4 separate regions of the Mus musculus genome follow, and regions 2, 3 and 4 are each linked to region 1. A link is a contact called in public ChIA-PET, HiChIP or PLAC-seq and promoter capture Hi-C data. All regions are on one chromosome and are shown on one strand. Each heading gives the region's core, a stretch centred on a gene start, on an enhancer-like site or on the middle of the called end of the contact. The rest is flanking DNA. Distances are from core to core; before and after follow the strand shown. Region 1 holds the start of Zfr2 (zinc finger RNA binding protein 2). Region 2 holds the start of 2310011J03Rik (RIKEN cDNA 2310011J03 gene). Region 3 holds the start of Atp8b3 (ATPase, class I, type 8B, member 3). Region 4 holds the start of Izumo4 (IZUMO family member 4).

Region 1 (6,357 bases), core at 1,733-4,232:
CACGCTGCTAAAATACCCACCCTTTTTAATGTATATGCAATGCTGATTTCTCCGAGCCCGCAGTCAGGGTTATAAATAGAAAACACTCGACACCGGATGGGAGGTTTACCGCCCCCAGGATGCTCCACCGAGAACTGGGGCTCTAATCCTTGGGTTCTGCATTCCCCTCACCCCACCCCCGACCCTCCTGGCTGGCGCAGCATCCGCGCTGGGGTGCCGCCAGCATTTCCCCAATAAACCTTTCCATAGCTGGGCTAGAAGCAAGGGACAAATGACAATTTAAATTTCCAGTTTGCAAAAGGCCCACTCACCTCGGTAGCGGAAGCTGCCTCTGCGCTGTCACTTGGACACAAAGGCGGGCATTTCTCGATGGTACCCAGGCGAGGGGCCTGGTGGAAGGATGCTCAGGGCCAAGTCCACATCTGAGGAAGGTCACCCAGGGCGACGTGGCCACAGCACACCTGTCCGGCCCAACTGTAGAAGGCGGCGCCGTGGGTTAGTAGCAGCACCCCTGTCCCCCTTTAGTCACTGTTTCCCCTGCCATCGCAGCCCAGGCCTGCCGCGGCTCTGGCTTTTCCCTTTCTGATGGCTGAGGCTCTGTCTTTCCCTCAGATAGTGGAGGAAGCTGCTTTTGTGTGCAGGGGGCGGGCCCAGGCCTGATAGACAGTTCTAGCATCCCTGCCTGCATCCTCCTCTCCCCATTGGCTGAGGCGAAAGCATTTCTCCCAGCCATGCCCAGAGCAGGTGCAAAAAAAAAAAAAAAAAAAAAAAAAAAAGTCTCTGAGATGGTGCATCTTACTTATGCAAAACCATAAGAGAAAATAAATAAACGGACAAGCAGCCGTGGCCTAACTCTTACAGGATGGGGGCGGGGAGCCTGCAGGATTCTTTGGTACGGGGGAAGAGACGCCCTTGAAACCATCTTTGAGGGCAAAGAAATGGAGGCTTCCAGATCCCCCTTTCAGGGTGAGTCAAAGGGTCCCTCATTCACCCAGGACAAGGCAGAATGTTGGGATGCAGCGAACCTGGCTGATTGTTTTAGATGTATTGGGTCTGCGCTACCGTGGGAACAGCGCCCCTGCAGTTGCCCAGAGGAAATCTAGAAGCTGATGGAAAAATGGACAGCTCGCATGCAGCTCAGCATCTGCAGTTGGATGGGATGGAAAGACAGTTTGTATCCTGGTCTCAAGTACTGGAAGCGCTGAGACCGGGGGGTGGGGGGTGGGGAGGCGCGTTGCAAGTTCAAATCCAGGTTGGACTAAGGTCAGCCTGGACAACTTGGTGAGCCCCCATCTCAGAAGTGAGAAGAGGGGTCATGCTGGATGGTTCAGCAGGTGTGCGTGGAGCTGTCAGGGAGGAGGGGGGTAGGCAGAGAAGCTGGTGTGCACTGGCAGTTTCAGCCCGAAGCAAGCGCGGGAGGAGGCTGGGGCTAACTGAAAAGCAATCGGAGGGCCATTGATGTCAACGTCTGCCCTCTGCATGTGCACTGACACATGCACTGGCACATGCACACACACACACACACACACACACAAACATTTAAAGAGGGGTGGGGGCGTGGTCAGAGGTGATGTCCTATGTAGAATTCAGCCAGTGGTCAGGGGTAGAGCTCTGCCTAGTATGGCAAGCAAGGGTCCTGGGGAAAATGGAGACTAAGCTACAATTTGATTTAGCAGCTGAGAACTGCAGTTGATTTCCAGACGTTACCAGAAGTAAAAGAGAGCAGAGAAGGATGTCCCCAGTGTCCATAAAGAACTAATCGCCCAGACTTTGGTCCCTGAAAGTGTGAGAGAATAAATGTTTGGGGTTTAACCCCCCTCCATTCAGTTTCTTATCTTTCCTGGTAACTAATATAAGACCCCACATAGTAGTGGATCTCCAAGGTTCTTTCTGCACATCCTGTGAGCACATCAAGTTCCTTCCTGCCACAAGGCCTTTGCCTGTACTGTCAGTACTCTCGGATCTCCTACGTTCATACGAGTGTACATGTGAGTATAGGTCACATAGGCTCTCTCTTCCTGACAACAGGTTTGTTCTAGGCATTTCCCACCATGGAAATGCGTGCCTACTGTCTCACTGAGCACGAGGCTCATTCACCTGTCGGTGCGGCCATAACTCCCACCCACTTTCAGAACCTTCCATCTACCCACACTATGCCCATCACCTCCCTACTTCTTATATCTTACTTCCTGTGTCTGTCAGTCTGAGGACTCCAGGAACCTCCTGGAAGTGAGATCCTGGTCCGAGTGTCCTTTTGTGTCTGACTCATGCTGACATGCTGTCCTCAAGGGCCATCCATCCATGTTGGAATAGGTGTCTGGGTTTCCTTGCATTTTCTGGGCTATTACTCCATTTTGTGTGTTTCCTTTAGCACTGATAAATCAGTTTGCACCTTTCTAGAACACGTCAGAAGTTGGACTCTCAGAGGCAAAAGTCAAGGGCACAGGGCTTGCAATAAATAATAGGGGAAAAGATCACATGTAACTCAAGAGAAACTGCCACAGTCCCCCTGCCTTCTAGAAAGACGTGGGCTACACACCTAGAGCCTTAAGCCTTGGAGGCCACACATGCTCAGGTCAAGGATGGTCACGTGCCACCCACCCACTCTCTCAGCCTTGGAATTTCTCAAGCTTTCTCAAGAATCAGCCAGCTCTCTGCCTTGCGTCCAAGAAGAGATAAGGAAGGTGGCAGTGTACATCAGCAGGTGATGGGGCTTGCCGCCAAGCCCAACTACTGGAGTTTGATCCTTGATCCCTGGGACTCCACGTGGCGGATGGCAGGCCGGGTCTAGAACCGACTTCCCTAAGATGTCCTTTCATCATCATAGAGGCACCTGAGTTAGGCGTCCTCCGTAGGGGGCGGGGCTTGGCCGGTGGGCGGAGACAGGCTGAGGCTCTCTGGGGCTAGGGATGGCAGGTTCGAGCAGGGGCGGGGCTTGAACGAGCACGGGGCGGTGCGTCGGGGGCAAGGCCCTGACGTCACTCCCGTGGGCTCCGGGAGGACGTGGACATGGCGGCTAGCAGCTCTTCCGGCCTCGCGCAGGGCACCAACCCGTCGTCCAGGTAACGAGCCCCGTGGGCGGCGAGGCGCCCCAACCCCGCGGGACTCGGTCGTGAGTCACGGGGAGCGGGGCGGGCCCGAGGCGGGGCGACGGCCCCTGGGGTCCGCGGGAGGGCGGGGCGGGGAGTCCGGGGAGTGACAGGCAGGGTGGGGGCGGGGACCCCGTGGGGATAGGGCTAGCCTAGGAGGGACCGACCTGGATGGGTAGGGTGGGGACCGAGGATGGAGGACAGAGTTGGGGGAGGGGACTGACCTCAGAGAGGACCTGAGACCTTGGGGAACCTTCCAAGCGGGAATAGGGTGGGGTGTTCTGGCCCCTGATGGATAGAATTGGAGTTTTTGGTGTCTGATGTATGGGGGAATCCTCCAGGCAGGGATGGAGTCAGAGTTCTGGTTCCTGATGGATGGAGGACCCTCGAGACGGGGATGGAGTCTGGGGTTCTGATGTCTAGTGGATGGGGGACCCTCCAGATGGGCCTGAATTGGGGGTTCTAATCCCTGATGAATGGGGGACCCTCCAGGTGAGTATGGATTGGGGGTTCTGGTGTCTGACAGATGGGTTACCCTCTAGACAGGGATGAATTTGGGTTCAGTCCCTGATGGATGGGGGGCTCTCCAGACGAGGATGGGGTCTGGGGTTCTGTGTCTAATGGATGGGGGGCTAAGCTAGGCAGGGTAAAGTGAGCCTCTGGTCTTTGGAAGTCAGTAAAGCACAGGCAAGTGGCACAGGCTTCCAATCCAATCTTTGAAGAGAGAAGCTGAGGCAGTGTGTGTGTGTCTAAGTTCAGGGCTAGCCTGAGCTACAGTGAGTATGAGGCCAGGCTGAAGAACTAAAGGAGATGTTGTCTCTAAATAAAAGGCCACATGAATAATGTCCGTGCCAAGTGGAGAGAAGGCGCTTGGCTGTGTGTGAGGAGTTGGGGGCTGACGGCTGGGGACGAGTGTCCTCTTCACTCAGTGGCTTGGTTAGGGTTACAGTTGCAGTGATAACACACCCGGGCCAAGAGCTGGTGAGAGGGTCACTGTGGGGACCAGAGTTCCAGGTCTGTAAGTCAGGCAAGTCCACTGCCGTAGCACAACACACACAAATATACAAATGATGAAAAGAAAAAAAAAAAGAAAAGAAAACGCTCCAGTCAACAGCAAGCTGGGAGGAAAGGATTTGCGTGACTCACACTTCCAGATCACCATGACAGGAGCTCACACAGGGCAGGAACCTGGAGGCAGAGCTGATGCAGAGTCCATGGAGGGCGCTGCTGACAGGCTTGCTCCCCATGGCTTGCTCAGCCTGCTGTCCTATAGAACCCAGGACCAGAGCCCAGGGATGGCGCCACACACATTGGTCCCTAATTAAGAAACCACCCTACAGGCTTGCCTACAGCCTGATCTCATGGAGGCATTTTCTCAGTGGGTTCCCTCCTTTCAGATGACTTTAGCTTGTGTCAAGTTGATCAAAGTTCAGCACAACTGACCTTTGTCAAATTGACACAGCAGTACGACTATTTAGCAGTGACTTTAGTCCTCAAGATCGCTTGTCAGTGAACATCACAATACAAAACATACTACAAACTTCTTTACAAATCAAACCGTTTAAACTCAGTTCGGAGCTGGAGAAGGGCCCAGTGGTTAGAGCACTGGCTGCCATTTCAGAGGACCCAGGTTCGGTACCTGGCACTCTTGCACAGCAGCTCAAAACCACCTGTGGCCCCAGGGTACCTGACACCCCCTTCTGGCCTCTGCAGGCACCAGGTACATATGTGGTGCACAGACAGACATGCAGGCAAAGAAACTCCACACAAAAAGTAAAAATAATAAATCTTTTTAAATGGATAAAAACTCAGTTTCTTTTTTAAAATATCTGCTCTGTAAAACTCCAAAATCTCTTTAAAAAAAAATTCAAAGACTCTCAACTGTGGGTTCCAAGAGGAACGAACCAAGACAAGGTCAAAAGTGAAGCAAGGCAAAAAGCAATTTCACCAATGTAGCTAACTCAGGAGCCAGCGATCTGGGCTTCTTCTGGGGCTCCTTGGCCCCGGTAGCACACACAGCTTGTCTTCTAAATTCTGGCTGGCTCTGCTCTGCCATGGCTGCTGCTGGTCTTGGTGGTCATCCCATGGTACTGGCATCTCCAAAACACTGTGGTCTCTGTGTAACTGGGCTGCACTTTCACCAATAGCCTCTCATGGGATCCCTTCATGGTGCCAAGACTTAACTTCTTTGCATGACCTTTTCACTCTGGGGCCATCAACTGCCACTGTGGCCACATCTTCTTCACCAGTGGCTCTCCTGGCCTCTCACAGTGCCGAGCCCCACTGCTCTCCATGCTTTCCAAACCAGTACCACCTGGATGACTCTTACTAAGTTCGGCTGCCAGCCTGAGGTACAGCCTTGGCTACCTCTGGAACACAGCTGTGTGCTGGCCCTCAGGAAACACTTCCCAGAAGCCTTCACCTCAGTGATGCTGGTCTCTTCTGCCTTTCTTTTCTTCACTTGGGCGGGCCAGAACCACAGACCCTTAGTTCAGAATTGTAGATGGTTGTCCCCCAGCCCCAATGTGGTCTTCAGTCCCTGTGAGCCTCACAGGCCTGTCTTCTACCAGGCACCCTGCACCATCCGGGAAAGCAGCTCCCGAGCTCTTCTCAGTCCTCCGTAGAACACGCTCAGGCCTGTTTCAGCAACTCCTCATGAACCTGGCACCAATCCGTCTTAGTCAGGGTTACCTTTGCCATGGTGAAATGCCATAGCCAAAAGAAGGTGGGGGCACAAAGTGTTTAACTCAGCTTATGGCTTCATACCACTGTCCCTTCCTTACTGAGAGCAAGCTGATGCAAAGGCCATGAAGGGGGCCTGTTTACTGGCTTGCTCCCCATGGCTTGCTCAGCCTATTTATAGAACTCAAGACCACCAGCCTAGGGATGGCACCACCCACAGTGGGCTGGGCCCTCGCCCATCCATCACTAATTAAGAAGATGCCCTAGAGGCTTGCCTACAGCCTGATCTTGTGGAGGCATTTTCTCAACTGAGGATCCCTTTGCGATGACTGTAGCCTGTGTTGACTTGACATGAAGCTACTCAGGAAAACATGAGTCCGCTCCCTGTCCCTTGGATACACTCCTAAGGCCTCTGCCTGTCACCAAGACCACAACTCCATCAGCCAGAAGCAGCCGAGCCTTCCGGGTGCCACCTGGCACCCCTCTGGCAGCTCCTGATCTAGGCTCAGTTTTTGAGCTCTGGATGGTTGCCATGCTGATAACCTCTGGTCACTCAGGGTCCCCGTGAGCCTGGGAACCCTCAGTG
Region 2 (6,357 bases), core at 2,734-5,233, 910 kb before region 1:
AAGCTGCTCCCAGCATTCGTCATGGCCGCTGAGAGATTGCCAAGGGCAAACAGCCCTCTTGACATAAAACCTGTGGATCAGCCGACACTATGTCCCTTTACTGACAGGAGGGACTCTAATTCCAAGGACAAGCTGGCTAGGCTCTGCGGGGGCCCAGGAGTCAGCCAGCATCCCTGAAGTGAGGCGGGCCCGTCTGTGCGAGCCTGGTCCTTCCCAGGCCTGCCTGTTTTATGATGCAGGTGTTAGGACCAGATCAGATCTCGTGCCTCAGTCACAGCCTGGAATCACAATGGAGGCTTGGTGACAGTGTGGGGCGCCTGGAGCTGCTACAGGGCAGGGATCCAGGTGGAGAGTGGGATCCAGACCTAAGGTAGCCAAGCCTTCAAGGACCTGGGCCGTGGGTCTGCGTGTGTCAATCACAGGGACCCGGGACAGAGTGAGGACTCAGCTCGGTCTTTCCACAGAGAGCCAACAACATCTCTACTGTGGAATGCCAGGCTGCTCCTGGTAAGGGGCCCTATAGCCACGGCCATCTGCATGAGCTGCCCCCAGAGAAGGGACCGTCCCTTGAGCTGGCCTCAAGTCCCTCTTCTGAGATGAGGGAAGTGGCTTTGAGAATGGGGTGGGGCGGGAGGCCTCGGGAGGGACGATGACACTGCTGTCCTCTTCCCCATGGGTCCCTTTTATGGCGGGAAGCCGAGAGCCAAGCATGCTGCCTCACAGGGGCAGGCTGATGACTAGGGGCCACCACGTGTGGGCTACCCCTATCATGATACCCGTCCAGTGCTTTGAAAGCCCACAGTCTAAGCAATGCCTGATGTTTCCTTGTCTGGGGGGCTCTGGCCCTAACTGTTGGGGTCAGTGTCATAGCAGAAACTCCAGACACCAACTGCTCAATGCCAGGACCTTGCCTGCCAGCCAGGGCTGCTGGCCTACAGGTGACTGGTAGGGAGGGGAAAGGGAAGGCCCTTTTCAGAACAGAGCCAAGTGGCTCTAGGAGACCCTCTCAAACCTCAGAGGCATCCCAGGATGACCCTGAACTGGGGTTGTAGACTGAGCCTGTGCACCACACACTGTGGGAGCCCAGGTAGCCAGCATGCTGCTCTGTGCCTCAGTTTCCCCATGTGGGCCGTGGGGAGGACTCAGAGTAGAGCAGCAGAGATGTCTGGGCTGTGGTACCAGCATGCAAGGGCCATCTTTCTCCCAGCCACCTCCTCCCATCCTGCCAGCCTTGGGGGCCCAGCAGCCACATTTGCCTTCTTCACCCCAGACAGTGGGGGACACAGGACACAGTGTGACATCCAGCCCAGGGTAGGCAAGAGCTGACGAGCCCTTAGATTCAGAGCAGGAGGGGTCTGCTAGCCGCCAGGCTGCCGATGGCTGCTAGCGCTCTGAGCTGGACACCAGTGGTCTACCGGAGACTAACCACTGGGTGCTTGACCAGGGCATCATGCCTACCAGTTACCTCACTGTGTGTGTGTGTGTGTCTGTCGCTGTCCCTGGCCAATGTCACCCCTTGCTCATACCTGGTCAGTGTGTCCTCTGCTGCCATACCGTCTCCCGCCCTGTTCTACTACAGTGTTACACTTCTGTACATACTGACCCCCGACCCCCCACGCAGACCCCCGAGTGGACACCCTGCCTGGCTTCTGATTCTTGTTCATATCTTTAATAAAGCGAGCCACTCCATCGATCTGTAGCTTCATCTTTATCACTGGCTCTGGGGGGGGGGGGTCGTTCCAAGACCTTCTTCTACAGCTCTGTTCAACCCCAGAAGGTGTTTCTGAGCTCCCCACTGACTCGACAGCGTGTCACATCCCCACATGCTGGAGCCGAGGTTGACTGAGGTTCAGCCAAGCTGTACCTGGCCATCAGCCACTGGTCATTTGTGGTGGAGGTGTCATGGTGGAGGTGGGGACCAGGAGTCCAAGCTGCACTGGTCAGGGCAAGTTGGACCCCGTGACCGCCAGGAATGTGGAGTGTCAGGAATGATGTAGCCACAAGCTAAGGCCACTTCTGACAAAACAGTTCCAGCCAGCTTGGGACCCAAGGAGGCAGGTGTGGTAGCTAGCGCCTGAGCTGCCAAGGGGTGGCAGGGGGCTTGGGTACCCAGTGATCTAGCCTGGCTTAAGGGAGAACTGTGTTCAGGCATCAAACATCTTTAATCTTCCAGAACTAAAGTCCAGCCACCCCAAGAGTGGTGGGTCTTCTGCAAGAAGGCAAACTAAACCCCAGATCCAGAAGGGGCAACATTCACCACACACAGGGACCTGGCCTTTGAGTTCCTCTTGGACCCCTGGGCTCCCCAGAATGGAAACTCCCTTGATGAGTCTCCCCGGCCCCAGGGAGAACTGAGAAGGCAGTGTAGCCCTAGAGGGCCTGAGCCAGGCTCTATGAAGCGTGCAGCTAGCCCATTCTCTCAACCAAGATGCCAGTGGCTGGCCTGCTGTGGATGCTGGGGATGAAGACCTTCACTGCCCAGGGTGACATGGGACAGAAGAGCACACCGGTCACTATGGGGCAGACTGGCTTTGAGCCCCGACCTGCAATCAAGTCCTTGATGCAATTTAGGCCAGTGTCCCCATAATGAGGAGGTGGCCATGTCCCTAAGTCCCATCATGAATTAGAGGCCATTAAGGATGGAAGAGGGAACAAAGCTGCTAGCTGGCAAGGTGGGCCACTGGGTCTCCCCGGGCCAGGGTTGGGACAGCAAATGTTGACCCAGAGCCTCTGGTTGCTAGGTGCCCAGGCCTGGACCAAGGACATCAGGTGTAACTTCGGCTCTAGGAGGTGGCTGAAGTCACCTGGCTGATATCCTGTTCCAGCCGCTGACCAGCTTGCCGAAGGCCATCGAACTTCTGTCTCAGAGCTTCCCCCGCCTGCCGCAGCCTCTCATTCATAGCCACGTAGGCCCGGCTCTGTTGGTAGATCTGCTCCTGCTGGATCTCAGAGTCCTCAGCCCTTGGGGATGGGTCTGGGGGGTCTGAAGAGAAGAAACAGTGTCACCATCCCCAGGCCTGACATCCACCAACCCAGAGGCAAGAGGATCAGTGGTTCAAGGTCATCCTTGGCTACATGGTGAGTTCGAGGCCAGCCTGGGCTATATAGGCCTATTAGGCACTAGAAAACAAGACTCAGTTTCAGGTTTTGGTGTCATGGAGAGGACAGGACACCTCCAGCCACCCTGGCCTGCCGTTCTACCCAGGACTGCCTGGATTCCTGGATCCTAGGCCAGGAGTCGCAGATATGGCCCCTGCAAGTACTCTGGCCCCCCATTAATTTGTAGGAGCAGCTGGCCACGCCCCTCTGAGACAAGGTCTTGAACTCACAGCAATCCTCTTGCCCTAGACCCGGGTTGGCAGCACTTTCAACTTTTTTTTGTTTTTGTTTTTCGAGACAAGGTTTCTCTGTGTAGCCCTGGCTGTCCTGGAACTCAGTCTGTAGACCAGGCTGGCCTCGAACTCAAAAATCCGCCTGCCTCTGCCTCCCAAGAGTTCGGAGCACTTTCAATTTTATTTCTGATGATCTTTCTTTGCAGGGGAAGAGAAGGGCAGGGACAAAAAAGATTCGTCCCTGCAGTCGGTTTGCTCCCCACTCGGGAGTCTCACGTTCTCCTACCTTCCGGGGCCAGGGCAGTGAAAACAGGATCTTGAGCGGGTGCCCCTCGCACGTCCTCCAGGATCTGCTCCACCGTGGGAGGCGCGGGGCGAGTGGGCAGTACCACGCGTTTCTTCGCCTTGGAGTTCATCTTGTAGGTGGAGCGCGCGCTAACTGGGGGTCCACTTTCGGCTCGGCCCGCCCACCTCGCGAACTCCTACGCACCCCTTACAGACCTGCGCCGAGGTCCCTACCCCGTCTCGCTTTCCCTCCTCCCGGAACCTCGGAGTTTGGCTCGATCTCCGCGCCAGTTTGCTCTTGGAACACCCCGCTGCCTATCTTCGTTCCAAGAACCTAGGCGGCCGCCACCGCTTCCGCTTCCTGCTTGAACGCCACTACGTTCCGGCACTTCCGGTCCACTCCAGCGCCACGCCTCGCGAAACCCCTCCCCCGTCTTAAAGAGCCCTAAGCCTAGATGCTCCTAGTTGCTATCCAGTAAGATCAGAAGGAACTCTGCCCTCCTTCACCGCGTGTGGTGGGAGGAAAGGGGTGAACGTGATTTCGAGAGTAATCAGTGTACAACCATTGCCAGGTACACAGTGGGCGCTCAATAAATGCTGGATGGAACCTAGCCACAGGCTTTGCTTCCTTGTGGTAGACCTTTAACTCAGTACTTTAATCTCAGTACTGTGAGGCAGAGGCAGGCAGACCTCTGTGAGTTCAAGATCATCTTGGTCAATATGGGGAATCCCAGAACAGCCAGGACTACACAGTGAGACCCTGTCTCAAAAGAGCAGTGGGAAAGCCGGGCAGTGGTGGCGCACGCCTTTAATCCCAGCACTCGGGAGGCAGAGGCAGGTAGATTTTTGAGGCCAGCCTGGTCTACAAAGTGAGTTCCAGGACAGCCAGGGCTAAACAGAGAAATCCTGTCTCGAAAAACCAAAAAAAAAAAAAAAAAAAAAAAAAAACCAGTGGGGGATGGGGGAGCGAGCTAGCTTCCTGTTCATGGCTGTATGGTAATTCAGCACTTGGCAGATCTGGGCTCAGAGCAGTCTTCCTCTGTGGGTCCTTATTCCTCCAGGGGCCCACCCTACCCTCAAGGACACCATAAACTCGACATCTTCTGTTTAACTTTTATTTGGCAACTATGAGGTTAGACATGGGGCTATGGATGGCTTGGAGACAGGGAAGGGGCAGATGATTGGTGGCTGTGGTCTGACCTCTTGCCCACTGTACCTGCTCCAAAATGAGTAAGGACACATCTCTTCCACTGGGAGCAGCTGAGGCTGAGCGGTGGGCTGTCACCTGACCCATGCAGCTGCTCTGCCCTGGCCTTCTGGGGCAGGCTTCTCTTCCAGCCTGAGAGCAGGACCTTGGGGTACCGGCCTTCTGTCCTGACAGCCAGGCATCTCTGGCTCTCCAGCCTCCAGGGATCTGTGCATGCATGGTTTTGGGCACTGGGGTATCTAGCCTGGGGCAGGTGGGCCTTCCTCAAGCCGAGGGGCCTCCCAAAGGCCCTGGCCAGCAGAGCCAGCACCATGGCCCAAGACTGGTAGCTGGGGGGCCACCAGAGGTGGCAAGCCTTGGAGGGGCTCTGGAGCTCTCCCAACACAAGGGACAGGGGACAGGCAGTGTAGTCGCTGCTCAGGCTGCTGCAGCAGGTGTAACAGGAGGGTGACAGCTGGCCTGTCCTTCGGTCACTGGCTGCTGTGGGTGGCTGTAGAGCCACCACCACTGCTGGCTGGAGATGAGGCAGAGTCCTGCCAGGATGGAGAGGGGACTGTGACTTTCTGCATAGGGACAACATGGAAACAGAAGGAGTGAGGCTGCAGCTGGTGGGTGCAGCCGGTGCCCACCTGCCCATTCCGGGCCGCTGCGCCTCCTCACCCAACAAGTGACCATGCGCTGCGGCCACTCACCCTGGCACAGCCCCTCTGTGTCCCTCTGCACACATGCGCGCGCGCGGCTGGTCACCTGGGGGGCCTGGGGCCGTGCTGTCATGTCCTCGGCCGTCCCATACAGCAGCAGGGTGTAGTAGTACAGAGTTCCTGGGCGGGGGTCGCAGTGGGCACCAAGGGGGACACCTGTCATTGGCCTGCCGGGCTCTGTAGCCAGCCTCACTGTCTCCCAAGCAGGGCCCCGTAGCAACTGTACCTACTATGTGCTAGTGGCCACACCACCTCACATCTCCCAGGTAGGTGGCACCTGGTTTGCACTGGTCAGACCATCCCCACAGTTGCTACACATCTACTGTGTGCCAGTGGCCAGACCCACTTCTCTTAGGTGACTGCACCTACTGTGTGCCACTGTGCTCAGAGTGCCCCGCTCCTTTAAGTTACCTTAAACCTAATTTACAAACCCTCACTTTCCCCACAGGTCAGATTCTCCTCACTCCCTCACACTCCCCCCATAGCTGTACACCTACTATTGCCCGTCTACTGTGTACTAGAAAGGCATGGTTTCTCCAAGAAAACCCCTAGGATCCTCTATGGCTGAGGGTCAACCAAGGCAGGGTCCCCAGCTCCAAAGCTCGCAGCCCACAGCCACAGCCAATTCTCTCACCTGTGTTAAAATAGTAGCCCTTATTCTCCAGGCCCAGGGTCCACAGGCCCTGCGGGTCCTCATCCCAGTAGTGAGTGGACATGAAGATCCAGTTGTTGTAGCCTTGGCCGCTGATATCCAACGGTCTGTGGCCAGTGGGTGGCACAGGAGAGACAGGGCTCGTGGCGTCTCACACAAGTCTTCTGAGTCCCACCCAGA
Region 3 (6,357 bases), core at 1,924-4,423, 690 kb before region 1:
AGAGAATGGAGTCCCTCCCCTCAGCCTTTCGGAGGCCTTTGGTTCCATTCCTAGTCCTGCAAAAATAATTAAACTGGGCCTGGTGCTACAGGCGGCTAATCCTAGCACTAGAGAAGTTGAGGCAGGAGAATACGGAGTTTTAGTGCCGCCTAAGTTACCTAGTGAGATCTCATTTCAAAAAATAACTCGAGAACTCTCAGGGTGGCTCCCTCACCCCCTACCCTCGCACCAACTGGGGTTAGGCACGGGGCGGGTGCCCCGGGGAGCAGCAGTGCCAGACCAGGGGCAGCGAGCGGGCGGTTCACCTTGTACTTCTTCTGCCTCCAGCATAGAAAGCCCTTCTTCTTGAACTGCTTGTGATAGGTTCTGTCATTGGCCTTCACCTCCCAGGTGAACTCTGCGGGGAGACAGCAGGAGGTTGGAACTTCTGGGGCTCAACCAGGGACAACTGCCAGAGCGTTGCCCTGGAGCATGAGGGCTAATAGGCCCCCAAGGGCCCCAGGTACAGTAGATGCCCATGTAAAGCCAGGAAGCTGGTAAACATCAGGACTGGACAAGGGAACACGGCTGAGCCCAACTGCTCCTAGTATCGGGCGCTGGGTGGGAGGAACCGTGACGGGTGGATTCTCAGTGTGCAGTACCCTCAAGCCACTTCCACTCAGGGATCAGGGTCCCAGCAACTCCTCATCACCGGACAGACTGAGGACATAACCCCATTTTAGTCTCTAGTGAGGGCTGAGGGGTACCCCTCTGTCACCCCGCTTCTCCTCCCTCTCCATCCTGCCATCCCGATGATGTGAGACCGCACCTGTGTCTTTATCCTCAAGGTTCTCCCCGAGATGAACTCCATCCATGCCGGTGGGGCTGTGGAGTGGGGAAGAAAGACCCCTAAGTCACAATCACCCTGGCTGTCCAGTGCTTCTGGATGGTGTCTGACACTACCCTCATGGACCTTGAGATCTGCTCTCTAAAATACTGCCGCAAAAGCCAATCACAAGGGAATCCCAGCACAAGGGAGGCTGAAGCACGAGTATGGATGGCTTCAAGTCCCAGCCTGGCTCGGGGGTGAGCAGCAAGACCTTGTGTTGGAATAAAATAAAGACTGGAGGGTGGGGAGATGGGATAGGGGGTTCTGGAAGGGAGACCTGGAAATGGGACAACATTTGAAATGTAAATAAAGAAAATATCCAATAAAACGGGAAAAGGAAAAAGAAAAGAAAAGAAGTAGCCCTAGGTATTCACAAAAATCAATAAAAAAAATAAAGGCTGGGGTATAGGTTAGAGGATGGATCTATCTATCTATCTATCTATCTATCTCTCTATCTCTCTATCTCTCTATCTCTCTATCTCTCTATCTATCTATCATACATGCATATCTCACCTTCTCATGTCTACCTCAGAACTGCTCTCTGGACTTGCAGGACCCAGCATTACATCCCCCATCTATAGCTGGTCACCTGAGGCAAGGAACCCCACCTCTGAGATGCTGTAGCCTCGAGCCCTAGTGAGGAAGCTGTGGCTGGCCCGTCCAGTCTCCTCCATGCCCCTCCTGTTCCACCTGCTCCTGCAAGGCCCACCCCACACCCCACACATGCTCAGTCCATGTTTGCTGACTGACCCCACGGAGCTGAGGGGTTGTATATGTGACAGCTCACGGCTTGCGTATATTATGAGCATGGAGCCATGTTAAGATAGATCTGGTGTGTTGGCACCACACCAGATCCCTTTAATCCCTGCCCTTGGTACACCAAGTCAGTGGGTTGCTGTGAGTTCAAGGACACTCTGCCCTACATAGCAAAAGCCTGTCTCAAAGGAGGAGGAGGAAGAAGAGGAGGAGGAGGAGGAGGAAGAGGAGGAAGAGGAGGAGGAGGAGGAGGAGGAGGAGGAGGAGGAGGAGGAGGAGGAGGGAGACAAAAAGATCTGGCCTTGGGATTGCTAAGTGTAGTGACAGGGTCTCACTCTGCTGCTCTTACACCCATAATTCTGCTCCAGCCTCCTGGAGGAGCTAGGATGACAGACCTGTGCTCTCACTCCTGGCTGGGTCTGGTAACTTAAGACAGCCCTATACCTGGTGACATGGGTCCTCCCTGCTCCCTTCCCGGGGGGCAGATCTTCAACCACCACCTGAGCACTCACCCCATCGGTCCCCCAGTTTACCCATATGCCCCCCACTGTCACCACCCTGCCTGGTGGATTTCTTCCTCACCCTCCAAATTTCACTCTGTACTTCCCAGACCGGCCCGTGGGAATCATGCGCCTCCTGGGGGCTTCCTGAGCAGCTGGGGTGTCCCCCATCTTGCCTCTGGTCACCTCTCTTCTAGAGCTTTCACTGTCTTAATGTCTGCTGAACCCACATTTCCCCCAGGACAAGGAGTCCTGGTGTCTGAGTCATGTGTTTCCCCAGGGCATCTTGGGGCCCCACCTCCTCCTGGCTCAGCACCAGCTCTGGGTATTGGGCTTTTCCCTGATTATCACGTGAGGAAAACTGAGGCTGGAGAGGGTGTGGGAAGGATGTGTGAAGAGATCTTGATTCTAGGGAACACTCTAGTCCAGGGGTTCTTAACCTTCCTAATGCTATGACCCTTTAATAAGTTCCTCATATTGTGGGGACCCCAACGACAAAATTGGTTTTGTTGTTATTCCATGACTAATTTTGCTACTGTCATGAAGCATAATGCAAATATCTGTTTTTTTCAGATCGTCTTAGGTGGCCCCTGTGAAAGGGTCGTTTGACCCTCCCCAGGTTGAGAATTGCTACTGCACTCAGTCTTCCTTTCCAATGTTTTTCAAAGTTTCCAAAATCTTCCTGTTCCAAAGTGTTCCTGCCCACTCACCAGACACCCCATTAGCAGTATTCCCCAGCGGCCATGACGCACAGCCCTAGTGAACTCTAGTGGTCACCAAACTGTCCTGTAGGTAAGCTCCACCTCGGTGTCTGGTTTTATGAACCTCAAGGGGGCACCATCTCCTGTCTCAAGTGCTGGCATCCGGGCCCAAGACCCCTAGAGCACAGAGAGGTCACAGTGGCGCCCAAGGATGCACAACTCGTGAGCATCGGTGCTCACCTGCGAGGGCCGGGCTTGGTGGGGCCTGGCTGCCTAGGGCGGGCCGCCAGCGGCGTCCAGGGCCGCCGATGTTGTGGAGCTGTTAGCCTGGTGCCAACGGGTCTGAAACGGGTGGCGCGGGCTCGTGGGGCGGGGCATTGCGAAGGGGGCGGGGCCTACCAGAGCCTTAAGGCCTGCAGCTTAAGGGCAGGAGAAGGATAGGACCAGGCGACAGGGGCGGGGCCTGGAGAAGGTGGGGCCTAGTTGAATGGCACAGAGGGTAAGGGTAGAGCCTGGAGTTGTGGGCGTGGCTGAGTCTTCGGGGTGTGGTCAGGTCTCGTGGGCGGAGTCGTGTTTTAGGAGCTTGGCAGAGCCAACCTTGTGCTACAAACCAGGCTTATGGGTGGAGCAAGAATTAATTGTACAGCCAGGCGTAGTGGCATACGCCTTTAATCCCAGCACTCGGGAGGCAGAGGCAGGTGGATTTCTGAGTTCGAGGCCAGCCTGGTCTACAAAGTGAGTTCCAGGACAGCCAGGACAGCTATACAGAGAAACCCTGTCTCAAAAAAAAAAAAAAAAAAAGCGGAGACCAGGCTTCCAGGGGAGTCTATTCCTGGTGAGCGTGGTATTACATCTCAAGGATGGGACAATGCTTTGTGGGCGGAGGCATGAGTCAAGGGCCAGGAAGGAAGGAAGGAGGGAGGGGGTTTGGGTAAACTAGAAAGGACAGGAAAGCCTTGGGAAGAGGTCAGGGAGGAAAGGCAGGGGTCTGGCATCTGGAATCTCTGCGGGCAAGGCCAAGATAAGGCCAGCCGTAGAACAGAAAAGGGTCAAGCCAGGCAGTGGTGACACATGCCTTTAATCCCAGTACTTGGGAGGCAGAGACAGAGGCAGGCCTGGTCTACAGAGTGAGTTCCAGAACAGCCAGGGCTACACAGAGAAACTCTGTCTTGAAAAACCAAAAGGAGGAGGAGGAGGAGGAGGAGGAGGAGGAGGAGGAGGAGGAGGAGGAGGAGGAGGAGGAGGAGGAGGAGAAAAGAAGAAAAGGGTCAAGTCATGATCCAGGGAGGGAGGCAGAGACTAGGGCATGGCTGGGGTATCAGGGACAGGCTCAGAAAAGGTGGGTCTGAGCTTCATTCTGCAGGGCAGGAGTTAAGTTCAAACTGGTCTCAAGCTTTATTATGTAGGGGAATGCAGATTAATCCTCCACCCTATATAATGACAGCAGCCTCTCACTGAGCTACATCTCCTGCATTTGGGAAGAGCATCTTCCAAGCACACTAAGCACAGTATACTCCAGCCCAACTAAACATTGCTGAATTGGGGATTAGGAGTGGGAAGGTTGCACACCAGTGAGCACGGTTGAGCCAGGTCTGTATCTGTCATGCCTAAGTGGGAAAGGGAGCCCACAAGGCACTGATGGGCTATGTTGATACCTGTGTACAGTGGATGTATGCCAGGGATGCTGGCCACGGTACACCCTGAAGAGGCTGTAGTCAGCCCTGCCTCTAACCTAGCCCTCAGTGGTTATGTCCACCTCCTGTCTCCCAGTGTATGCTGGCATAAAATGAATGAACTGGTGGCTGGGATAAGGACGGCACTCAGGACCAAGCCTCCACCAGAATAGCAAACTCTGGAAGCTTTGAGTCCCTGGAGCATGTTGAGGAAATAGCTACTCGGTTCACTCAGCTTTCGGTGAGCATCTGATCACATCTTTATGATGGCCTTTTTTGGGGAGATCCCCTACCCTGACTTATAGAGGATGGGGGTAATCACAGTGGAGAGGGCTCCCTCGAGTGCAGGCCTCTGGCTTTCAGGGCAGAGCCAGGGTTAGCTAAGGTCTTTGTTGGCTGCTCTTCTGACACGAACTGGACAGTAGATAGGCAGAGACACACACTAAAGCTCCCAGGACAGACCTGGGCTTTGTGAATACATTAGCACCATTTATTTGTTTTTAAAAACTTGTTTACAGAAGGTAGAAGAGGGGACAAAGTGCTCAAGGAAACCCCTGAGGGTGGAAGCCTAGCTTAGCCAAGGAAGCTCCCTTGGCCCCTGTAGCCCCTGCATGCCCACTATGTAGATAGCCCCTGGAAGCTGCTCTAGCCATTGGCTTGCAGTCCCTCCAAGAAGCTTGAGGGACTAGGTTCCCACAGGACCCTGACCATCAGACCCCGGTTATCCTGCCAGGGTCTAACTCCAGCCAGCCTACTCTGCCCACAGATAACTGCCAAGAGGCAGCCAATCAAGTTGAGGTCACATTGGATGTGAGTACTACAAAACTTGTTTCCTTACATGGGAACAGAGTGGCCTTGATGGCCAGGCCCTGCCTCAGGACACCAGGCGGCAGGGGCTCCCAGTCTCTACCCTGGACCTTGTCTGAGTAACTGAGATCATAACAGGCAAAAAGGAGTAAAGGCATGCCATCAGCCTGCATCAGGGACAACAGCAAGGTACCTTCAGGGGAGGTCTAGCAGGCACAGCCTACCCGGAGCTTGGGGCTGTCTCACAGAGTTCCCACAGCTAGGTGGCATGGGCCCATGGGGTGAGAGTTGCTTTTGGCAAGGGAATCATTTTCATTTTTTCTTGACCCTGGCCACTGGGACAGGGGCCACATGGCGTGTGTCAGGATCCTGTCTGCCCCCAAAGCACCACACACTATGAAATCTAAAGTTCATACAAACATTTATTCTGTTTCTACTCACAGAGGGAGGCAATAGCCCCCAGGATGACAGCCCAGAGGCCCTGGAAGGCCAGGCCAAAGGGCTGGCTTGGCTCTGAGGTTGGGGAGCCCTGGTGGGCTAGGGTGAGTTCTGGAAGCTACCCCACAAGGCAGGGCAAACATCCAGGCCCATGGGACTGACCATGTGGGGTTCGGTCCCTGGATCCCAGCGGTACCAGGGTTGGACCCCTCAGCTGAGGAGGTGTGCGGGTCAGCAGGTTTAAATTAAAAATTAATAAAAATAACAGTATAAAGTAAAAAAAGACAACCCCTGTCTCAAACCATGAGGGCTTGTCCTGTTGCCTGCGTTATATACAAAGAAGCAGAAGGCAGAGCCCACTGTCTAGAGCAGTGGGCTGGGGTAAGAGTGGGGGTGCCTGACTGGGGCACAGAGGCTAGGCCAGCTCTGCCCTGGGCTGCAGCAGGCTCCAGGGGACAGGACTGGGAAAGGAGGTGATGTCACGTTGGGCAGGTGTGGGGTTGGGCTGAGGGTTGGTCTCAGCCCCGACTCTGGGCTGCTCACTGCAGACCTGCAGCTGGAGCTTGGGAGACGCGTGGTCAGCTGTCATGTTTTATTACAGAGTTTGAAAAGAG
Region 4 (6,357 bases), core at 1,310-3,809, 530 kb before region 1:
CACACAATAAAAACTACATTTCTCCTAGGTAAGAGGCATGCCATTCACACAGTGCCCTGCAGTGTCGTCCTGGTCTCAGGGTGACACTAAGGTCGGGGATGGGGGGCTCTGCTCAGTCCACATCTCTGATCCCAGACAGATAAATTTCAATTCAAACATATGTTTCTATCACGTTCACTCCGCCCTAACATTGAAATTAATTCTACTTTGGGGTAGGGCTTATCACCCCCCTCCTCCAATACTGGGGAGGAACCCAGGCTCATACACACCCTAAGTTAATGTTCTGCTCCTGAGCCCTCACTGGGGGAATTCTAGGCGGGGCTCCACCCTGATTACACCCCCAGCCCTGTTGCTCTTTTTTTTTAAGATTTATTTTATATATGTGAGTACACTGTTGCTGTCTTTATACACACCAGAAGAGGGCATCAGATCCCATTACAGATGGTTGTGAGCCACCATGTGGTTGCTGGGAATTGAATTCAGGACCTCAGGAAGAGCACTAGCCCCCTTTTGCTCTTTTTGAGGTGAGATTTCACTAAGTGTCCCAGGCTGCCCTTGAACTTAAATGGCACTGGAATGGATCAAGATGGAGAAAGGACAGACATCAAGAAGCCCCAGGGGTGGAACTCTCTAGCCTTGTCACCTCTGCTGTTCACTGAGTTCTAAAAACAAGCCCAGGACAGGGGCGGTTAAAACCTGGTTTTCGGAAGTTCTCAGGTTATCTGCTTCTGCCTTTGTCAATGGTTAAGTCTGTGGTCTCTTTTGCATCCTGCTGCCTCCAGCTAGCACCTCTCTGAAGCCCCATCACTTACAGAGCTAGTAACCACTTCCTCCATGCTGAAGGAAGAGCTGGCTGACCTGAGAGTCCTACCTAACTGTCCCCTGACACTCCCACCCCTAGTTCCTGAGCTCCCAACTCTGCATAACGGTAGCAAATCAGAAACCAAAGTTACAAGGATACACGTGGAGCTCTGGAATAATAATTGCCCTGCCTTAACACTATGCCAACCTCTACTTGACTGTAGGCACTTTATTCTATGGAGCCTAGGGAAGGGGTGGAGGCAGGAGGGAAGAGAAAAGGCAAAGTTATTGGCGCAGACCTTTAATCTCAGCGTTCAGGAGGCACAGGCAGGGTGATCTCGCTGAGTTCCAGGATAGCCTGGGCTAAATATAAAAGGAAAGAATTAAAGAAAAGAAAAGAAAAGAAAAGAAAAAAGAAAAAGAAACTGCGGCCAAAGTTAACTTTCTGTGATCTGTTTTTGAGTCTCTCCATCCAGCCTTTCAATGGCTTATTTAGGGGAGGCCGAGGAGTGCTGAAGAGGCAGAAGTAGGGATAGAACCCAGGGCTTTCTACACACAAGGCAAATGCTTCACTCCAGAGCAAGAGCCCAGACCTTCAATGAAGTTTAACAGAAACGTGATCATTTCAAACAAATGAGTCAGCGGAGATGGGAAGGAGGATCCTATCCAGCCGCTGGAGGCTAGCCTGTGCTATCTAGGACCTCAAATATTAAACACGCTTTTGATCCATGACGCTTCCTTTCTCCCTCCTTTTGACAGATCCAGGTCCCCAGCGCCCACTCTGGGCCGGTCGCTGGACACTGTCACCCTGAGGGATGAAGTCCCGCTGCCCGCCGCCCGCCTTGGCCCTCGGAGGACCCACCTGGCTGTCCGGAACCGTCTCTCGCTTCGCCCAGTCTCCGGCCGCGCCCGCAGAGGGACACGCCCGCGGAGGGACACGCCGCACGCCCCGCCCAGGCCGCGCCCGCCAGCCGGATTTACTTCCCTTAAAGGGAAGCAGCCCGGATGGAGGTGTGGCGCCCGAGTTCGGAGGATCACGGTGTGAAAGGCAGGCGGCACTCCGCGCCCCTGGAGACCAGGACGGGCGCTGCTAATTGGCTGTAGTGGAGCGGATGAGGGGCGGGACGAGCCCTCCCTCGCTGGCTCGGGAACTGGCGCCAGCCCAAAGCGCATGCGTAAGGCGCTGTGGATGGGGTGGAGCCTGGGGACAGACTGGCATTACCAGTTGCCAATTGTAACTGGAGAGATTCAGTTACACTCTCCTGGGGAGATCCAGTAGAGCCAGCCCTGGGACAGAAGTCCGGATGGCGGTGGGGTGGGTGTGGTGACAGGCTAGAAAGGGGTGGAGCCATCCGTGGGCGGTACCAGGCCTGTAGGCGGAACCAGGCCTGGGACAGGAGTCTAATCGGGGCCTGGCCAGGTAGGGGCGGAGCCATCCGTGGGCAGGCGCTGTCTTTTTTTTTTTTTTCGAGACAGGGTTTCTCTGTGTAGTCCTGGCTGTCCTGGAACTCACTTTGTAGACCAGGTTGGCCTCGAACTCAGAAATTCGCCTGCCTCTGCCTCCCAAGTGCTGGGATTAAAGGCTTGCGCCATCAGGCCCGGTGGGCGGGACATGTCTAAGCGGGGCGGGACCAGAGTTGGAAGCATGATCAGGCCCGGGCAGGGGATGGCGCGGCCAGGGTCCACAGCGCGAGCTGTTGGTTGGTGCGGCGTGGCAGGGCGTGGCGCGGGAGGCACCGTTGGTTGGTGCGCGGCTGGAGGGTGCGGCGCTGGCGGCGCCGATGTTTGGGCAAGGCAGGCTGGGCCAGGCCATGGCCCTGCTGTTGTTTCTGGGCATGACAGCGGCGCTGGCCCGGGGCTGCCTGCAGTGCGACCCCAATTTCGCGGAGAAGTTCTCCTTCTATCGTCACCACGTGAACCTCAAGTCGTGGTGGGTGGGTGACATTCCTGTGTCGGGGATGCTGCTCTCCGATTGGATCCAGAACACGATGAAGGAGCTCCATCTGGCCATTCCTGCTGAGATCAGTGAGCGGCGGAACCCATTCCAGGGTCAGAAGAGCAGCAGGGAACCGGGCAGGGCCACTCATTTGCTTGCTTTTTCCTCCTGCCCTTAGCCCGGAAGAAGCTATATCAAGTAGCAGAAGCCGTGTACCAGAGGATGGACCAGCTGTACCAGGGGAAGATGTACTTCCCAGGTAAAAAGAGAAACAGGTGGGGCCGGTGCGAGCTGCTACGCACCTGAACTTGACCGTTCTGCTGTGACTCTCACATCAGGGTATTTCCCCAATGAGCTGCGGGCCATCTTCCGGGAGCAAGTGCGCCTCATCCAGAACGCCATCATAGAGAGTGAGCAGTGGGCTCCACAGAGGGGAAGATGATCATGGCCGCTGGCACTTCAGGGCTAGGGGCACTGGAAACAGGGCTCAGGGAGGAGTGACTCTGCAGGAGGCCCTTTTGCATAAATGTTTGCTAGCATGCCCATCACCCCCTTATTTCTGTCAAACTAGTCTCCTGGTGGCACCTAGGAACAATGGAACCATCCTTCCCTTAGGTTATCCCCATCTTTCACTGCAACTGACCCCTTCCTACATCCATGAAACTCATGTAGCACAAGCGTGTAATCCCAGCACTCAGAAATGAGGGAACGAGGCAAGAAGATTGCCACAAATCACAAGGCAGCCTAGGCTACCTTCTCTGTGCTAGGGTATCCTGGGCTACAAAAACAAGTGGGGCTGAGGTGTTGAGCTCTGGGCCTTGTCAGAAAGCACTATCCTGTTATGTCCTCCCCTCCCCAGGCCGCATTGACTGTCAGCGTCACTGTGGTAAGTGAACCATGGTCCAGGCTAAGGGCCACAGTGGCAGTGGCCCAGGCTGGGGAGGGCCCAGGGGAGTCTGGGGCTGCTTCTCATATATTGCAGGTATCTACCAGTACGAGACCATCTCCTGCAGCAACTGCACGGACTCCCACGTCATTTGCTTTGGCTACTACTGCAAGTATGGCTCATGCAGCAATCCCACTGCCCCTGGGGTCCTAGGCAAGGAAGGGGACCAGGGCCTTGGGGATACCCCACCACCAAGTCTTGTGTTCCCCCCCCCCACCCCAGGTCATCGGCACAGTGGGAGTCAGCTGTACAGGGCCTTCTGAAATACATGTGAGCTGGGGCTTATTGGGTACCAGGACATGGAGAGGGAGACACCAAGGGAGGCCACTTGGTCCCCTGACTCCAAACCTACTGTCATTGTAGAAACACCTGGCACAAGTAAGTTCCTGCTGGAATCCAAGGTTGTGTGTGCCTTATGATGAGGGGTTGAAGCTTGCCAAGGCTCAGGAGGACCTTGCCCACACCCTTCAAAGGTCTCCAAGTTCAGCTGGAGGAAGGGGGCAAGCCATCCTGGCTGAAGGGTCTTCATGAAACCTATTCTTCCCTGAATTGGTGTGGTGGCAGACCTGGAGGGTCTAACTGGAGCCCCATTCTATTTCAGACAGGATGAAAAGATGAGGTAAGACCAGGCCTTCCACTTGAGAGGGAGGAGTGAGGTGAGGAGCGGGGTATGGGGAGTGGGGAGAGGGATGGAGTGAGGAGGTGTGTGGGTAAGAGTGGGAGGGGATGCTGGGCAGGGTGGGTAAGAGCGGGAGGGGATGCTGGGCAGGGCTGTGTGCCTGAGGGCACACTGGCCATCTGTAGTCACACCTGCCTGTGTGGTCAACGCACTGCCTGAACCATGCTGTGTTTCTTCCCTGCGGCCTCAACTTGGATGTGCAGAACCACCCCAGCCTTGTGAGTGAGCTGGGGAATAAGGCTACAAAGAAGCAGGTGACCTGTGGAAAACAGAATTCCAAAGTCAAGTGGCCTCTTTGCCACAGACCTCTCATGCCCTATCGAGGCCTGTCATTGTGGGTGCTAGGGAGGGTCCCTATCCCACTGGCACACTTTAGGATTTAAGAACAGGCAGGGACTAGGTGTAGCAATGCATTCCTATAATCCCAGCCTTCCAGGAGCCTGAGGCAGGAGAATCTTAGGGGCTAGCTTGGACTATATTAATGGGCTATGGGAGGCAGCCTAGGAAGGGAGGCAGGAGGGCATGTGCAGACAATGGGCTTAGAGCACCTCCTCCTCATCCCCCAAAGCCTGTCACAAAACATAAAGTGTCTGGAACCTCAGCATCTGGTCAACCTGACCTTGGAAAAAGTCTCTGAGTGTCTGACCCAGCACTGACAGTGGCTGCCAGCCCCCAGCCTCGGCAGAGGCCAGGACTCAACTGCACTGTTGCCTCTGGAGAAGCTAGCTGCTGCCTGCCTCAAGTTACCCCTCCCACTCCCATGGATCCCAGGCTGGGCCGGGACAGGGGAGGGCAGGGAGATGGGTTTGTGTAAGATAGTGGGGAACCCCCCAGGGCAGGGCCCTCTGAGATATTTTGATTAAAATGCCCTGACATTTCTCATGAGGAACAATTCTTTAACTGCCAGATCTGGCTAGGTCGTTAATGTAGCTGGTGGCATGCATTTCACCTGAACATGATGTACAGGTGTGGAGGGGTCCTACGCTCCTATCCACAGAGGGAGGGACCAAAAAACCTGGCTGGTACCTGCAACATCTCCCTCGGGGTCCAAGGACCCTGGGTAACTATGGGCAGGGTTGCAGAAGGGATGCTTCAGCTCTTGCTGAGGTGGGATGCCAAGTACTCCAGTATGGCCTGGAGCATGCCATGGAGCAGATGACTTGGCCTCCTGACGGTCCTGCCTCTACAGGCGTGCTAGCTGGGTCTTCCTGCACTGCACCTGTCTGTAGACTGACCTTGAATTCTCTCAGCCTCAGGATGGATGATACAGTGGGCTTTGTAAAAGTGGAGCAGGTTAGTGTGTGATCCAGGTCAGAGACACAGCTGGACCACACTGCAGAGAGCACCTAGCAGCAGAGATAGGCTGGCTGGGAGAAGTTGATGCAGGAGACCCAGGGGTTCCTTTTTGTTTTGGTGTCCTTGTCACCTTGGTTTCCTTGTCACCATGTCCCCTGGCCCCAGGCAGAAGCATTTCCAGGCACATTCCTACAGTTCTTGCTCATGGGACAGGCAGCAAGTTAGTTTTGTTTTTAACAAGGACTACACATGGCAGCATCTAGAGTCCCTCCTTCCTCCAATGGACTGGAAGAGCAGTCTGAACAGGATGAATAGGGACACTAGGTGTTGTGTTGGGAACTCCAGCTGCACTCTGTGGCCAGTCATCAACCACAGCAATGGGTACACTGTAGCTACCGCTGCTGCTGAAGACTACCTCTGTGGGTCCTGGCTAGGGCTGGCAGGATGCTTGAAGCAGTGAGAGAGTGCTGCATGGTCTCAGATGGGGCACTGGATGAGGCCTTGGGCACAGCAGCATTTGGGGACTTCAGTTGCAGTTGAGTTTATTTGAAAAGGAGTCTTCCTTTTTCCCCATCAACGAAGTGGCAGTGAGCTGCCGAGATGGAGCAAGGGCCTTTTTCAACTCAAGTTCCTGCTCTCCCCCCTCACAGCCACAGGAGCAGTTAGAATGCTGCGGAGTGGAAAGGTAGCTCTGTGGTT

Evidence for each region. ChIA-PET counts read pairs in DNA pulled down with a chosen protein or histone mark. HiChIP or PLAC-seq counts read pairs in DNA pulled down with a chosen protein or histone mark. Capture Hi-C pulls out chosen DNA fragments and counts their contacts.
Region 2: a contact with region 1 is called in a promoter capture Hi-C map of adipose tissue. The contact joins the promoter of 2310011J03Rik here to the promoter of Zfr2 in region 1. A contact is called at or near these places in 1 of 115 datasets of contacts at active chromatin or transcription factors (bone marrow-derived macrophages) and 2 of 9 other capture datasets (adipose tissue and macrophages).
Region 3: a contact with region 1 is called in an H3K27ac HiChIP or PLAC-seq map of microglia, with 6 times the contacts expected there. The contact joins the promoter of Atp8b3 here to the promoter of Zfr2 in region 1. A contact is called at or near these places in 1 of 39 promoter capture datasets (liver) and 2 of 115 datasets of contacts at active chromatin or transcription factors (microglia and pancreatic cancer cells).
Region 4: a contact with region 1 is called in an RNA polymerase II ChIA-PET map of memory CD8 T cells, with 10 read pairs. The contact joins the promoter of Izumo4 here to the promoter of Zfr2 in region 1. A contact is called at or near these places in 5 of 39 promoter capture datasets (cranial neural crest, liver, neutrophils and 2 more) and 1 of 115 datasets of contacts at active chromatin or transcription factors (memory CD8 T cells).

The regions. Positions count from the first base shown.
Region 1 is chr10:81,230,181-81,236,537 of GRCm38.p6, forward strand. Zfr2 (zinc finger RNA binding protein 2) reads left to right here and starts at 2,983. Exons shown (of 18, transcript NM_001034895.3): 1 at 2,983-3,062. The coding sequence starts at 3,010. It overlaps Atcay (ataxia, cerebellar, Cayman type), which reads right to left and starts at 606. Exons shown (of 13, transcript NM_178662.4): 1 at 312-606.
Region 2 is chr10:80,316,565-80,322,921 of GRCm38.p6, forward strand. 2310011J03Rik (RIKEN cDNA 2310011J03 gene) reads right to left here and starts at 3,984. Exons shown (of 2, transcript NM_025521.3): 1 at 3,619-3,984; 2 at 1,691-2,983. The coding sequence starts at 3,748. The coding sequence ends at 2,784. Pcsk4 (proprotein convertase subtilisin/kexin type 4) reads right to left here. Exons shown (of 15, transcript NM_008793.2): 13 at 6,160-6,284; 14 at 5,517-5,645; 15 at 4,719-5,387. The coding sequence ends at 5,242. Apc2 (APC regulator of WNT signaling pathway 2) reads left to right here. Exons shown (of 15, transcript NM_001372241.1): 15 at 1-1,693.
Region 3 is chr10:80,535,951-80,542,307 of GRCm38.p6, forward strand. It overlaps Atp8b3 (ATPase, class I, type 8B, member 3), which reads right to left and starts at 3,174. Exons shown (of 28, transcript NM_026094.3): 1 at 3,066-3,174; 2 at 809-864; 3 at 306-397. The coding sequence starts at 854. It overlaps Rexo1 (REX1, RNA exonuclease 1), which reads right to left. Exons shown (of 15, transcript NM_025852.3): 15 at 4,976-6,357.
Region 4 is chr10:80,700,134-80,706,490 of GRCm38.p6, forward strand. It overlaps Izumo4 (IZUMO family member 4), which reads left to right and starts at 2,560. Exons shown (of 10, transcript NM_027829.3): 1 at 2,560-2,826; 2 at 2,916-2,996; 3 at 3,076-3,147; 4 at 3,597-3,623; 5 at 3,720-3,795; 6 at 3,906-3,953; 7 at 4,047-4,061; 8 at 4,285-4,302; 9 at 4,566-4,580; 10 at 4,931-5,249. The coding sequence starts at 2,583. The coding sequence ends at 5,018. Mob3a (MOB kinase activator 3A) reads right to left here and starts at 1,687. Exons shown (of 4, transcript NM_172457.2): 1 at 1,664-1,687.